Regions from separate parts of the Podarcis muralis genome. Here region 2 is linked to region 1. Evidence: chromatin contacts called from public Hi-C data. All regions are on one chromosome and are shown on one strand. The core of a region is the stretch at or near the end of the contact, and the rest is flanking DNA. Distances in the headings are between cores, read along the strand shown.

The links. Hi-C and Micro-C count contacts between places; a contact is called where the count stands out from the background.
Region 2: a Hi-C map of blood shows a contact between it and region 1, with 9 times the contacts expected there. The contact joins the promoter of GAR1 here to the promoter of SEC24B in region 1. A contact is called at or near these places in 2 of 3 Hi-C or Micro-C datasets (blood and tail).

The regions. Positions count from the first base shown.
Region 1 is chr9:24,816,350-24,823,000 of rPodMur119.hap1.1, reverse strand. It overlaps SEC24B (SEC24 homolog B, COPII component), which reads right to left and starts at 4,176. Exons shown (of 23, transcript XM_028743262.2): 1 at 3,873-4,176. The coding sequence starts at 3,999.
Region 2 is chr9:24,964,586-24,971,507 of rPodMur119.hap1.1, reverse strand. GAR1 (GAR1 ribonucleoprotein) reads right to left here and starts at 3,766. Exons shown (of 7, transcript XM_028743565.2): 1 at 3,624-3,766; 2 at 594-819; 3 at 343-497. The coding sequence starts at 804. CFI (complement factor I) reads left to right here and starts at 5,970. Exons shown (of 13, transcript XM_077933913.1): 1 at 5,970-6,722; 2 at 6,885-6,922. The coding sequence starts at 6,660.

The DNA of each region.
Region 1 (6,651 bases), core at 2,927-5,426:
TGCATATGGCTTTCTCACACCTCCCACTCCATTCTGACCTAATGCACCAGCTTTGGCACAGAAATTTTGGCTTGTATTAAAGCCAGCACTCCCTATTATGTCCAAATCAGACAACTCTGGCTTAATGTCAGTTAGCAACCTAGGACAGTCAACTTGAATCAGATCCTCTGTTGTAGACCAAGGAGACCGAAACTGGAAGCATCTGCTTCCACTTTTAATGAATGAGAGTTCCCAAGTATGTCTGAACTTCAGGGACTCTGGTTATTTTTAACTGTGGTTAGTCCACACCCCAGGATCATAAGCTACAATTTGATCCTGTCTTTTAACTTGAGATCCCAAAATCTGGACATAAGAGGAAACCCTAGTTAAAAAGTGGAAGCAGATGTTTCCAATCTCCTCCCCCTGGCAAATGGTGGGTGCACATGAGGTTGAGGTTTGCAGAAACCTCATGTAATGCTACACTAGTGTTTAGCTTTACATCCAAAAGGGCCCACAATCTGCTTGTGCAATATTGCTCTCAATACGTTGTCTGATAGAATACGAATTCTGAAGCACAACCAAACTGCACACCTGGGCCAATGCTTACCATTTTGCTGCACTGTCGTAAGTTTATTGTCACAATGCAGTAAAACAGGGAGAATCGCCTTATCGCTAAAGCAAACAAGTCACTTCCTCTCCCATTACTAACACTCCCCTCCAAGATACACATTCATTCCGCATTTGGCTCAGCCCTATTTGCAACAGCTGCAATATGATTCTGCACCAAGCAAACCTGATTCCCTTCATTACAACCAGTTATAGAGTGCACATGCATGCTTAGCTCATCTACAGGCCAAGAAGAGCTGAAAAGTTGTAATGGAAGAAGGCAGGTATATAACTTGTACTGTCCCTACCCCGCCCCCAGTATGGAAGACTCTACCATAGAACAATTGCGCTGGGCAGGTATACACATAATATGCTATAGGAACTTCAACCACCTGCTACAGCATGAAACTATAAAGAACTCACAACTTGCTCACTACTCTTCAACAATAATAATAGTTAAGTTTAGTGACAGGTATGTGTTTATTGGTCACATGTAACCCACAATTTACCCAAAGAACATGTATACTGGTCAGTCAGTTGATTACGCTGAGACCTCTGAGATGTATGTAGGGCAAGTCACCTTATTTCTGCCTTAATGGAGGAACAGTGAATTCAGCCTAGGTTTATGACATCTAAAAACCCCGACTCTAGCTACTGCATAATACTATTCTCAAAAGTTTATTTTTAAGAGGTACAGCATTCCCACACCTCTGGCAAAGGCCCCACAGATCAGAATTGCTAGCAACAGTAACGTGATGCCCTATGATTTGCCACCAAGCAAGAATCATGTCCACCAAGAAGCCAGCAAGCCTTTCTAAAACCATACTTTTGAGACCATGTATCTAAAAACTATCATACATTTAACAATGTCTTGTCTTCCAATGGTAGCCAAAATAATTAAAAAATGAAAACAGCATGAGAATCTTTGCCATTACCTGCTTGCAACAATGAGGGCTATAAAATTCTGGAATCCTCAGGATCCTGACAAAAATCCTTGAACTGAAATAAACCATATGAAATACATGGTTTGGCTTACTCTTTTAAATGTTAGCTAAAGACTTTCTTTTGTTCATGAAGATTTATTCAACCACCATATCTGGTGAGTAAACTGCTCTAGATATGTTTGTTTATTCAAACAAACTTACATTACTGTCAGCAGCATTTAAGTTATTTTAACTGTATTTAGAAACTTGTATTTTTGCCATAAATACTTTATTTAAAGCTTTGAGAAAACTCCACAAATCTTTGGCAACGTTGACAAATTTACACTGAAATCCAAACCTTGGCCAGGCAGCAGTGAGGCTTAATAGAGCAGTGGGTCAACCACATCATCCACAGCCATGCTGCTCACCCTGGCTGGGTGTTCAGTGGGCAGAATAGGAAATTCCCCTCATGCGGAGTGACACTAGATTCACACCATCTCCCCAGCCCAAAATGGGGCTGGGGGCTCGATTGCCATATAAATCTGTAGCTATCTTACTAAGCCCTCTAAATGGTTTTTGTTGTCATTGTTGTAGCAAATAACTTCATTCTACACATACCAAGACATATGCAATTTTGATAATGCATACTTGTTCAAAAGAGATACAATCTAACCTGAGAATCTTTCACAAAACAAAAGCCTCCCAAGCAAAAGGAGCAAAGCAGACTATCTGTGGTATGTTCTGTGTAACGTAACTGCTCTGCTGAATCAGAGAAAAGACTCAACTAGTTCAGCAACCTGTTTCCAACAAAAGTCATCCAGCTGCTTCTACAAAGCATGCAAACTGTAGAAAGCAACAGCAATCCCTCACTGTTTCCTTCACCACCTAATGTTCCTCCATGGATCTGTTTAACTCTGGTTGACTCTGAGACAGTGACTGTGTTGTATGACGTAAGAATGTTTGACGATAAGAACATTTGTTTACATTAGCTCAAAACACACTTTATTGGGAAATAGCTTTAAAAAAGCTGTTGAAAAACCGCAGTATGACAACTATAGCCCTCTATTCAAGATCCCAGAGTAAGAAAAAGTTACCTTCAAGCTAAAAACAAGCAGATGGCTCAAAAACAAAATCTCCAAATTAGGTGAATGTACAAAATTGGGGGGGGGGATCTAATGCAAACAAACATAAAGCCAATCACACATTGGGGCAAAATCTTGAATACTGATCTACACAATAAAGAAAATGAATGTGTCCATTTAGAACAGAACAGCACAAAAAAGGTGATGTCAGAGATTTGTTTTGCAAACAAATTAAAAATAAGAGCCATTATCTTCATGGCTTTCCATAAATTTATGGTGTAGATGCAATATGGAACACGGACTGTACTGCGTCAAGAAGGCCACCAAAAACCTGGGCAAGGTGCAAGAAAGTCTCAGAAAAATTACTGAGGGATTGGAGCACTTTAAAAAAAAAACAAAGTTTCTGAAGCAAAGTTCTTAACTCGAGGTACTATTTCTGGGTTAGCGGAGTCTGTAACCTGAAGCGTCTGTAACCTGAAGCGTATGTAACCCGAGGTACCACTGTACGTCTTTATCCCAAGCATAATTAACTTCAAAAGATGTGTCAGTGATCACCAGCTTAGATGACTTTAAAGGGAGATTAGAAAATGTCAAAGGGTAGCACCACCAATGGCTATTAGCAACAACAATTAAATGGAACCTCTCCGTATTGTACATATTGCAAATTTTGGCAGTTTTCCCTTCTACAGCCCCAAAGGCCCTTCTGAGGTTTTGTTACAATCAAGCAGCGTGTAGATCCCATGAAATAAACGTGTACGTATGAATGCACGCCTCGAGCCAGCAAAGCCTTCCAATACCGTTTTCTGCCGTGCCTTCGTGCTCTTGCCTTTTCAAAAGCAACCGCCCTGCGACTGCTGAATACAGGATGCAGAACCTAACTTTGGGGTGCACAGGGACGGGGAATCCCAAAAGCAGGGCGCAAGTCCCACCACCAAAGAAACCCTCATAGAAGTTAAGATACCCTGAAAGCCTTTTACATTTCCACGCTCGAAGTCAGCCTCCCTCCCTCTCTCTGCCCCACAACCCGCCCCTCACCTCCCGCTTGCTCCAACCAAGGACCTCCCCAGGGGGCTCCATGCACCACCCCTTCCCGCCAGCCTGGCATGCCTCCCCTTCCCATCAGGAGCTGCCTTTGCCCCTCCCAGCTGCCCCCCCCCCACTTCCCACCTTCGCCCCCTGCACAGTGGGCCGACCCCACCCCTCATCCCCCCCCACTAGGCCCCGCGCTCCCTTCAGCCCCTCTCCGCCGCCCTGGGCCCGGCCGGCCCCGCTGCTCCCTTACCGTTCTGACACAGACCCACACCGCCCGAGGCTCTGAGGCTGGCGGGCCCCACGCTGGGCCCTCCCGGGAAGGAGGCGCCGGCGGAGCCGAGGGGCGGCGGGGGGAACCCTGTCGGGGGCACCGACATGGCGCGGCTCCTCCCCCTCCTCGGCTAGTCCGGAAGGCGGCGGCGTGGCCCGGAGGAGAAGCAAGGCCTCCAACGGAACCGACTCTGAGAGGAACGCGCCGAGGACTCGCGACGTCGTTCCTCGGAAACCGACGCGCGACGTCTCCGCCGTCGCCGCTCCTTCGCAGCAGCAGCCGCCCCAGCCCACAGCGACCCCTAGAGGCGGCGGCCAGCGCGAACGCTTCCTCCGCCAACGGGGAAGATTCGCGCTGGAACTTCTTGGCAGTTCTCGCCGTCAGCGCCCCACACTCCGCGCATGCCTGCTGGAAAGGCCCACTGTTAGAAAGGGGGAGGGAGGTCTGCACCTGTATGCGTGCAGGTAACGGAATGAAGCGGGATTAGGGGCGGTGCTTTGCTGGTGGAATGGAGTGCGCCGCTTCAGGAGGCAGGTATTTTGGTATCAGGTATCAGGGGGCGGACCGTATTTTGGAATATATTGCACTGCTGTTCCTCTTGTGAATATGTGCAAATGGAAAGCTAGCAGTCGAAAGTCTTCGCTAAAGCTCCTCCACAACTGCTGAGTTGACTTTCCGGCTCGCGGACGGCTTTTAGATAGATAGATAGACGAGACAGATCGAGACATGAGGCGCATTCAAAACCGCACTTCCCCACCTGCGGTGTGGAGTGGTGCAATCCAGCTGCAGAAAGGAGCCTGACCTGGAAGAGAGAACTGAGACGTCGGGTGCCTCCTTCCTTGCCCTGCAGACGGAGCTCTCACATCAGTAGGGCCAATGAGGGGGCAGACTGGAGGCTTGTCAGGGACAGAAGGTGAAGGCACAGATCCGGAGGATCCATGACCTTTCCAGTCCCCCAGACAAAATCCTCAAATCAGGGACAAAACCGCACGACTCTGGAAGCTGGCTGCTGAACTTCCCTCTCCCATTCTTCCTCTTTTATAAGAAAGCGGTAGCTGAATGTATTTCTGTGGTTTGCTCCTTTTTTTTTTGGCATTTATTTTGAAAGCCTCATAAATTATCTTCCACATGTAGCATTCACCCTGTGATTAAAACCATCTAGGAAACCCAGATGTGCTGGCAGAAGGAACACCAGACTCCCAAGTAAATTCCATATGAACCTAGATCCATTTTTTCCCTTCATTGATAATGAATGTGGCCACATTAGCAGGATCTGGCTATTCAGCCTATATACAATTAAAGGCATTGTTCAGCCAGCAACATATGAACACACTTATCAAGCCATACATTGTCTGTATCCTGTTTCAAGCAATGCTAAATCCGTGATGATTTTATGTAAGCACTTGACTAAAATGTTTCTAATCAATACCAGTAAACTTTTCCCCAGCTGCACAATATTTCCTTTTCTTTAAAAAAAATATATCCAGAGAGAATAATAATACTCAGGCAATTATTTGATCCACATAATGCTTCAGTGGTGTTGTTCCCTTTTTGCTGTACAGTGAGAAAGGAAATGGGTGCAGCTATATCCTACCTTTTCTATCTTAGTTCTCTTTTTAAAAAATCACGGTTAGTATTGTTTTTCTATAAATTTTAGGCATCTTCTCCAAACAAACTTAATTCTTGACATGAGGTTTAGTGAAAGTTTTTGTTGCCAGCTGCTGGCTTATATGCACAAATGCAAACCACAAATGGAGCATAGCAACAAATGAGACCAGTAACAACTATCAGACTTTGTATAAATCTTGGCCTCGACCTGTGGAACATTGGAAATATATAAGGCAGGGAAGGGGGACTGCAGAAGAAGAGTTACAGATAGGTAGCCGTGTTGGTCTGCCATAGTCAAAACAAAAAAAATCCTTCCAGTAGCACCTTAAAGACCAACTAAGTTAGTTCTTGGTATGAGCTTTCGTGTGCATGCACACTTCTTCAGATACAGTGAGGTGAGTGGGGCTGAGAGACTTCAAAGAAGTGTGACTGGCCCAAGGTCACCCAGCAGCTGCATGTGGAGGAGCGGGGAAGCGAACCCGGTTCACCAGATTACGAGTCTACCACTCTTAACCACTACACCACACTGGCTTACTACACCACCACTGCAGGCCCTTCAGGCTTGTCTACCTGGCCCTCAGAACTCTCCCCAAGCCACACTGCTGCTTCACATCCTGAGTGCCTAGCTGGCATGTGTCTTTGGAATGGCAATGCCTCCTTGAGAGGATGAAGGCTAGAGGAAAGTGTGTGCATGTATAAACTAGCTTATTGGACAAAGGTAAAATTGACTTTTGTTGCTCTGTCCACTTTTGCCTCTGCACCTACTTTTGCCACCTGTCACGGATGTGTGGCCTGAGAAAGGAATGGAGAACTCAGACTGAAAAAGTTTCCCAGCCAGATTTAAGGCTTTCAGTGCAAATGAGGTCATGGCCAGCCAGTGGCGGAGGAAGTGGACTGGGCGCCGAGGGGTGGGACCAGCCGGCCACAGGGGCACTGCAGGGCCTCCAAGGTGTCTGCCTGTCTCCTCCCACTCAGCCGCCCCACAGCTGAGGGGGAGGCAACAGGCGGACTGTTTGGATAGCGTGGAGCCTGCGGTTGCTCAAGCCACTGCGTCACTCCCAGGAGAGATGTGTGGCTCTGGCGCACTGCAGGCCCCATGGTGAGTGCCGCCTGGCATTTTGTCACCCCCCTCAGTGGGGACATCTGGGGT
Region 2 (6,922 bases), core at 2,517-5,016, 150 kb before region 1:
TTACTAGCCTGCTTTATACTCATAGGAAGGGATGGCAGACATATGATTCCATCTCTGTACAAGCCCCTTGCGTGAGTAAAAACACAGGCTAGCCACAAAATAAGTTTCTATGCTGGGTGCAAAGGTAATGTATGGGGTTGCATTTCACCCCTTCTCCAACAGCCCATTTGCTTGAATGAACCACAGGAATCAGGTAAATGGTTAAAATACAAGGCTGAGATTAATCTTAAAAGACATACTGGAATTAGGTTCTAGATTACGGAACACTAGAAAATTAAAGAGAGAGGAAATGCTTGTAATTTATCTTCTGCAAACATTCAAAAGTACACAACTAAAGGATACAAAGTCTCTGAGCTGCCCAAAGATTTCATCCACTTTCCCAATCTGTTCCTTATTTTCTAAATAGACGGGTGCATTGAAATAAGGTACTTTGCTCTCCTGAGTCACACATTTGCAAACAATGTCATCTTCACAGGGGTGCATAAACTCTCCCAGGACTGTAAATAAAAAAGGGAAACATATTTAGATCAGGAATTCAAAGTCAGGATCAAAACGTTTTATTTCATGTACATTAAGAAATGACTGTAACTTACTGACTACACTTTCTGGAGGTCCTTGGTCATATGATCTGTTGAAACCTCCTCGTCCACCACCTCCACGGCCAAATCCACCTCTTCCACCACCCCGTCCACCTCTATTGAAGCCACCGCCACCTCGACTGAAGCCGCCGCTGCCACCACCTCTATTGAAGCTGCCACCGCCACGATTGAAGCTTCCACCACCGCCTCTTCCTCGATACGACATGACTCTCTCTCTCTTCTGTTCAATAAAGAATTCATGAAAATCAACAGCACTCCTATATATCTCTGTAGCGCTTGAATCACTCTAGACTTGTGCCAGTCATTTCACTGCATGCATTCGCTAGCGTTATCATATATTAATCTACATCATCCAAAATACTTTTCAAAAGATCAGTTACCTTGAAGACATAAGACGTTAGGTTTTGAGTTTGGGTTTTTTAGGTTATTGAGATCAAACAGTCATTTAATCCTCATAAAATTCCTCTTAACAAGAGATTTTTTTCTCCCATAAAAAACTTTCTTTTTTCACATTTCAGTTGCACCAACCATCCTTAAACTAGATGCACAGATATATTTAATTCCTTAGCTGTTCCTGTGGCTTCCACACAGCAGTTGTAATACAGTGGTACCTTGGTTCTCGAACGTAATCCGTTCTGGAAGACCGTCTTCTGAAATGTTCAAAAACTGAGGCACAAAGGGGTTGGCTGCAAATTCAATGGAGAAAACTGAAAAACACGCAGCGGAAGCCATTCCACTTCTGAGGCGTGTTTGAAAACAAAAGCATTTACTTCCAGGTTTTTGTCATCTGAAACGTTCGGCTTCTGAGACGCTCGAAAACTGAGGTACTGCTGTCTATGAATCAAACAGATAGTCGTACCTTGGTTGATGAACACCTTGTGACTCGAACGTTTTGGCTCCCAAATGCCACAAACCCGGAAGTGAGTGCTCCGGTTTGTGAACATTCTTTGGAACCTGAATGTCTAATGCGGCTCCAATTGGCTGCAGCAGCTTCCTACAGCTAATCGGAAGCCGTGTCTTGATTTCCGAACATTTTGGAAGTTAAACAGACTTCCAGAACGGATTCCATTTGACTTCCGAGGTACCACTGTACTTGTAGTTTTAGACAGCAAGTCTACCACATTCATGAGCTAAATGAGGGAGTAGGAAGGTATTAGTCTGCCAAGGGCCACCATGAGTCTAAGAGAGGGGTCGACAACCACAAGCAGCCCACAGGGGTCATTTAATCGTCCCATGAGCCAGCCCCAAACCAAGCCGCCCACTCGAGTCCCTGCATGCAGCACAGCGTGGGGACTCACTTCCGTGGGGCCAGAAATCGCGTCTGTGCAGATGCAGAAAATTGTGGGCGTGGGTGATCCAGCCCACAGAGGGATCTCCGCTGGAGTGAACCGGCCCAGGTGAGGTAAACCTTGCTGCTCCCTGGTCTAAGACACCTGGTAAATAACTAAGACTCCCTACATTTCAATTCTGTTATACAACCCAACTTTATTCCAACAAAAGGTGAAATTAAGAAATGAGGTACTATTCAAGGAGTGAAGCAACCTCTAGCTTGAACCATAATTCTTTAAAATGATGCAACTTTAGCATTTGGCCCATGAAAGTGAACCAAAACCTTACCTAAATACTCAAATCATCACAGGCATTGTATCAGTGTTGTGAAAGGACATATAGCAAGGACTGTTTTTTATTTTTTAAAAAGGGAGAAGGGGAACAGCTATTTCTTCACCCACCACTATCTTCCTTACGCCACTTCCAACTTAAATATTACACTAAACTTATACTGAAGTGTTATTTACTCTTCAGTATAGTAAAAAATTCATTTTTATATAATGAAAACTGTTAAACGATTATATAAGAACTACTCTTTAGCCCTTAAACCAGCCTTCCCAACCTGGTGCCCTCTAGAAGTTTTGAACTATTGATTTCCATCAGACCAAGCCTGCAAGGCCAACGATCAGGAGTGATGAAAACTGTAGTCCATAATATCAAGAGGACTGCTGCAATGACTGTAGTTTTAAGGTTCCATGGTGGGCAGAGAACTGTCCCAACTATGCAACCTTGAAACCAACACCATGTAACACCAATTATTTTTAGTCCCTAGGGACCAGGGCCCCTCCCCAACCAGGTACTTGAGGCTCCTGGCAATTACGGGTGGGGAAATGACCACTCTACAGTGTAAGCATTGCAAAATGCCTAAACCCCAAACTTTTGATGCTGCTACCTTCCTCAAAAGCTTATCTTCTCCCTTCCTTCTCTCACACCATTTCCCAAAACGTGCACAGTGATGCTGCCTAGCCTCGAAAAACCCAACGAGCGATCCGAATCTTGTGCTTCCAACATGCGTGATGTTTCTTTAAAAAATAACAACGAACCACAGTGCTTCAGGTGTAGGGACAAAAACCTGCCCCTGTCAAAAAAAACCAATGGTACCTCAGGTTAAGAACTTAATTCGTTCTGGAGGTCTGTTCTTATCCTGAAACTGTTCTTAACCTGAGATACCACTTTAGCTAATGGGGCCTCCTGCTGCGGCCGCGATTTCTGTTCTCATCCTGAAGCAAAGTTCTTAATCCCAGGTAATATTTCTGGGTTAGCGGAGTCTGTAACCTGAGGTACCACTGTATTCAGTATGACTTCATAATCAACGGCAAAAACCAACATATGAGGAAGCGGGTCGTTTTAATAGCACGCATCGCCTTAGGAGTAAGCCTCACCGAGTTCAATGGGGTTTACTCGCAAGTAAGTGCGTTCCACACCCCAACCGAAGAGCCACGTATTTCCCAACACAGCCCCGCTCCATAAACGGCCAGGAGCTTCAAGGGAGGTTCAGAAGCAGGCGCCCAACCCGGGGCTTTGCAAAGAAGCACAGCAAGGCTGCAGCAGCAACCACGACCCCCGCCCCTCCTCCTCCCAGCCCACACGGGCTCCAGGCGCCTGCAAGACGAGGCAAGCCCCTGCAAGCAGCATTGCAGGGGGTCGGGCTGGATGACCCCCAGGGTCCCTTCCGACTCTAACAGGATCTCCCACCTAAGCGCGGCACGCTCCGCTCTTCCTCCCCACGTGGACGCACTGCTCTTCCGCCAAGGACTCACGCGCGCAGGCCACTTCCGGCGGTCCTCCTCCTCCTTCCACGCTTGCCGGCGATCCACCCAATCGCAGGCCCGCCGTAAAATCACGCGCTTCCGTTTTACGACGCGTAGCCAACCATAGAGATGTTTTGTTTCCCCGAGGAACGGCGATCCCATCGGCGAAGCGAGGCAGGCGAATTGACGGGCGCCCGGAGCTCCGCAGGGCGCAGGTTGTCTCGTGGAATATTATTACCTTACGGATTATCTCACGGAGTGTGTGTTCGTGTGCAGCAGAAACAAACCCACACACGCACACACAGAGAAAATTGCATTATTTTATAAAATTTGCAGTATTTAGCACAGTTCGGACGTCACTGGCGGCAGCAGAAGCCGCACCTTGTAATAAATCATATTGCGAAAAAAAATGAACGCCGTGTCTGTTTTCGTAATTCGCTTGTTTCCACATTACTGTGTTGTTTGCATGCACCTGATGGAAGCTGGTGTCGCAATAAGTTTGTGGTTCTGCAACGGTGGGACGCTTGCTATCCCCCCGAAAATTTAAGCGAAACTTCCAAAGTGAAGTTTTTTGTCAACTGCTGTGGACAAAATGTATATATGTATCCTTGATCGGAGCCGGTTGGGGCTGATAGGAGTCGTAGTCCAAAAGATCTATGAATCAGGTTCCAGGGGGAAAAATTGATTGAATTTTCCCTCAATCTTTTGGTGTTTCCTTATGTATCATATAATAAATCAAATTATAACAGAAGAATGAGAATGTCTATTGTAGCTGTAGGCATTCTTATGCAAATATCTAAACATGCCTATTCGCTTTATTTTGAATTTTGCATGCAAAATTTGTCTCCAAACTAGCGTTTTGAATGCTAGTTATTAAGAAGCTTCCATGACACTGCATTTGATTACTGGGAATTTGTTGGACGTGTTAACGGAAAAAATCTGAGGGCTCCCTTGGACAAAAACAAAGACACCAACCAGGATAACTTGGAGCAAAACAGCAGCCTGTAGGCTTGGCCTTTATTGAACTGATGCATCAGGGTGTTCCCCTCACTTGCAGGAGAGAGGAAAGACCCAGAAAAATAGTGTGCCAGGTCTTATAAAAACTTTTGAAATTCCCCTCCTCTAGGTCAAGCCCACCCCCAGAAACATCATGCATACATTACAGAAAGGAGGGGTTGAGGGAGGAGTTGTGGTGGTAACCTGAGTGTCCTGTCACCTGGCTGGTTCCTCCTTTCCCCCTCCCCATGAGTACTTTCCAGGTGACAAAGGGGAGTTTGCAGTTTCCTGCCCCCCAGAGGGAAGATCTGATCATTGTCCTTTGTTTCAGTCTGTGCTGAATCCACTACCATATGCAAGTTCTTTGTCATTTTGATTGTCTTCTGTCTGGGATTATCAAGGCTGACATAGCAACTGGGCAGGGCCCCTGTGGATGTGCTGGTATGCTGAAGGGATCATGGCTGACCAGAAACCAAGCCACCCTCCTTTGATAGTAAATAAAATGGAACAGTGCAAATCCGATGTATGGTTGATTTTCTATGAATTTATAACAGAAATGTGGCGTATGTAGTGTGTGAGTGTGAGTGTGTGTGAAGTTTGTGCAAACAGAATGATTGGGGTGGGGGGGTTCCTGCTACAGACGGAAACAACAGAAAAGTTTTTATAAGTTGCATACATTACTAAATCAGGCAATGTATGGGAAATATCTGTAGGGCTAATTTTCTGTTTACTTCCTTCTTTCCTAATCGTCAGTGATAAGAATTACTGAGAAATCAGCTACTGTGTTTTTAAAGTGAAAGAAATACGTGTATTTTAATCACACAAAGCCCAATCTTCTGCACACTGATTTGAGATTAATCCCTATTGAACTGAGTGGTGCTTATTTCTAAGCAGGCATGGCCAAAACAGAACTTTTCTTTCCAAATAACTATTGGCGTACAGCAAGAGAAGTTACACAATGTAGACATGCAGGCCTCCAGGGTCCCTAAGCCCATGACAAAATTCCTGGAGGTAAGCCATTTTCTTGTATGTCTTAATGTGCTCGGTGCTATTTCTCCAGAAAAAGAGGTGCTGGAACTCACCATGAACCTTGTTCTCTTATAACGGCAATGGTGCCCGTCTTCAGGTGCAGGAACTCAGTTCTGGTGAGTTCCAGCTGAAAAAAAGCCCTGACAAAGAGCATTTGTTGCTCCACTCCCCTTACAACTGTTTTATGGTGTGGTCCCCCAAGTATCAGTACAGATGAAGGGAGGGGGCAGGAACTGTGTACTGTAACTTAAAGTTGGAGGCGGCCCCTAGTGGGAAGGCTTGTGTGAAGAGGTTGCTGCTACAGGCTGCAGACAACACTGTGTTAGATGGACCAATGGACTGAGTTTGTTCCTAAGAAGAAAAACTAAAACACAAACCACCTTCCCTTGCTATGATTAAATAGAAGGATTTTTGAACTGTACAGCCCCACTATTTGTTGATTTTGAAGGGCTAGTTGATTAGCCATTCCCGGAAACTGGCACTCCCAGAGCTTAGTGCACAAATACTTTTTTTATCCGTTTGCCAAGGCATTGAGCAACTGGCCAAACACAACCTTGAAATCTTAGTCTCCTGTCAGTTAAATATGCAAATCATCCATTATCTTTTGTTCCAGAGAAGCAGGCAACTATAAAGCAGCTACATAAATAAGTGAAAGTATTAAGAAAGTTGTGTGAGAGTTATGCAGAGGAGAGCACATTCCTTCAGGGATCTACCACTCTTTTTACCCGTTTGCTTCTCTTATCGTTTTTGCAGTGAACATTGAACTGAGGTTTAAGCAGGATCTTGTCTGAGAGCTGAGAACCATCCATGCACATGGATGCTCTCGTAGTTATTTCAGAACCATCTTTTTAAATATTTGCTAATGGTTAAAAATTAAACACAGAGCAGAAGTCTGAGACTGGGGGGAAATTTTAGGGAAAGAAAATATTCTAAATACGGACAGAAACTATTCACCATGAAATCATTATCAGCTCTCGTGTTTATTTCATGCTTACAACTTGGAATTTTTCAACAAAAGGTAAGGATTTTTATTTTTTTTAATGGTTGGCATTGTAAGAAACATGTTTTATTGGTAATACTTTAAGGCTTGTTTTTATTTTATTCATGTGCTTAGCATGCATCTGAAGGAAGTATGAAAACAACAAATCAACTTCTGTTACTGAATAGTATTTGTTTTTAGGACAATACATATCTGATAGAAGAATGTGTAAACAATGG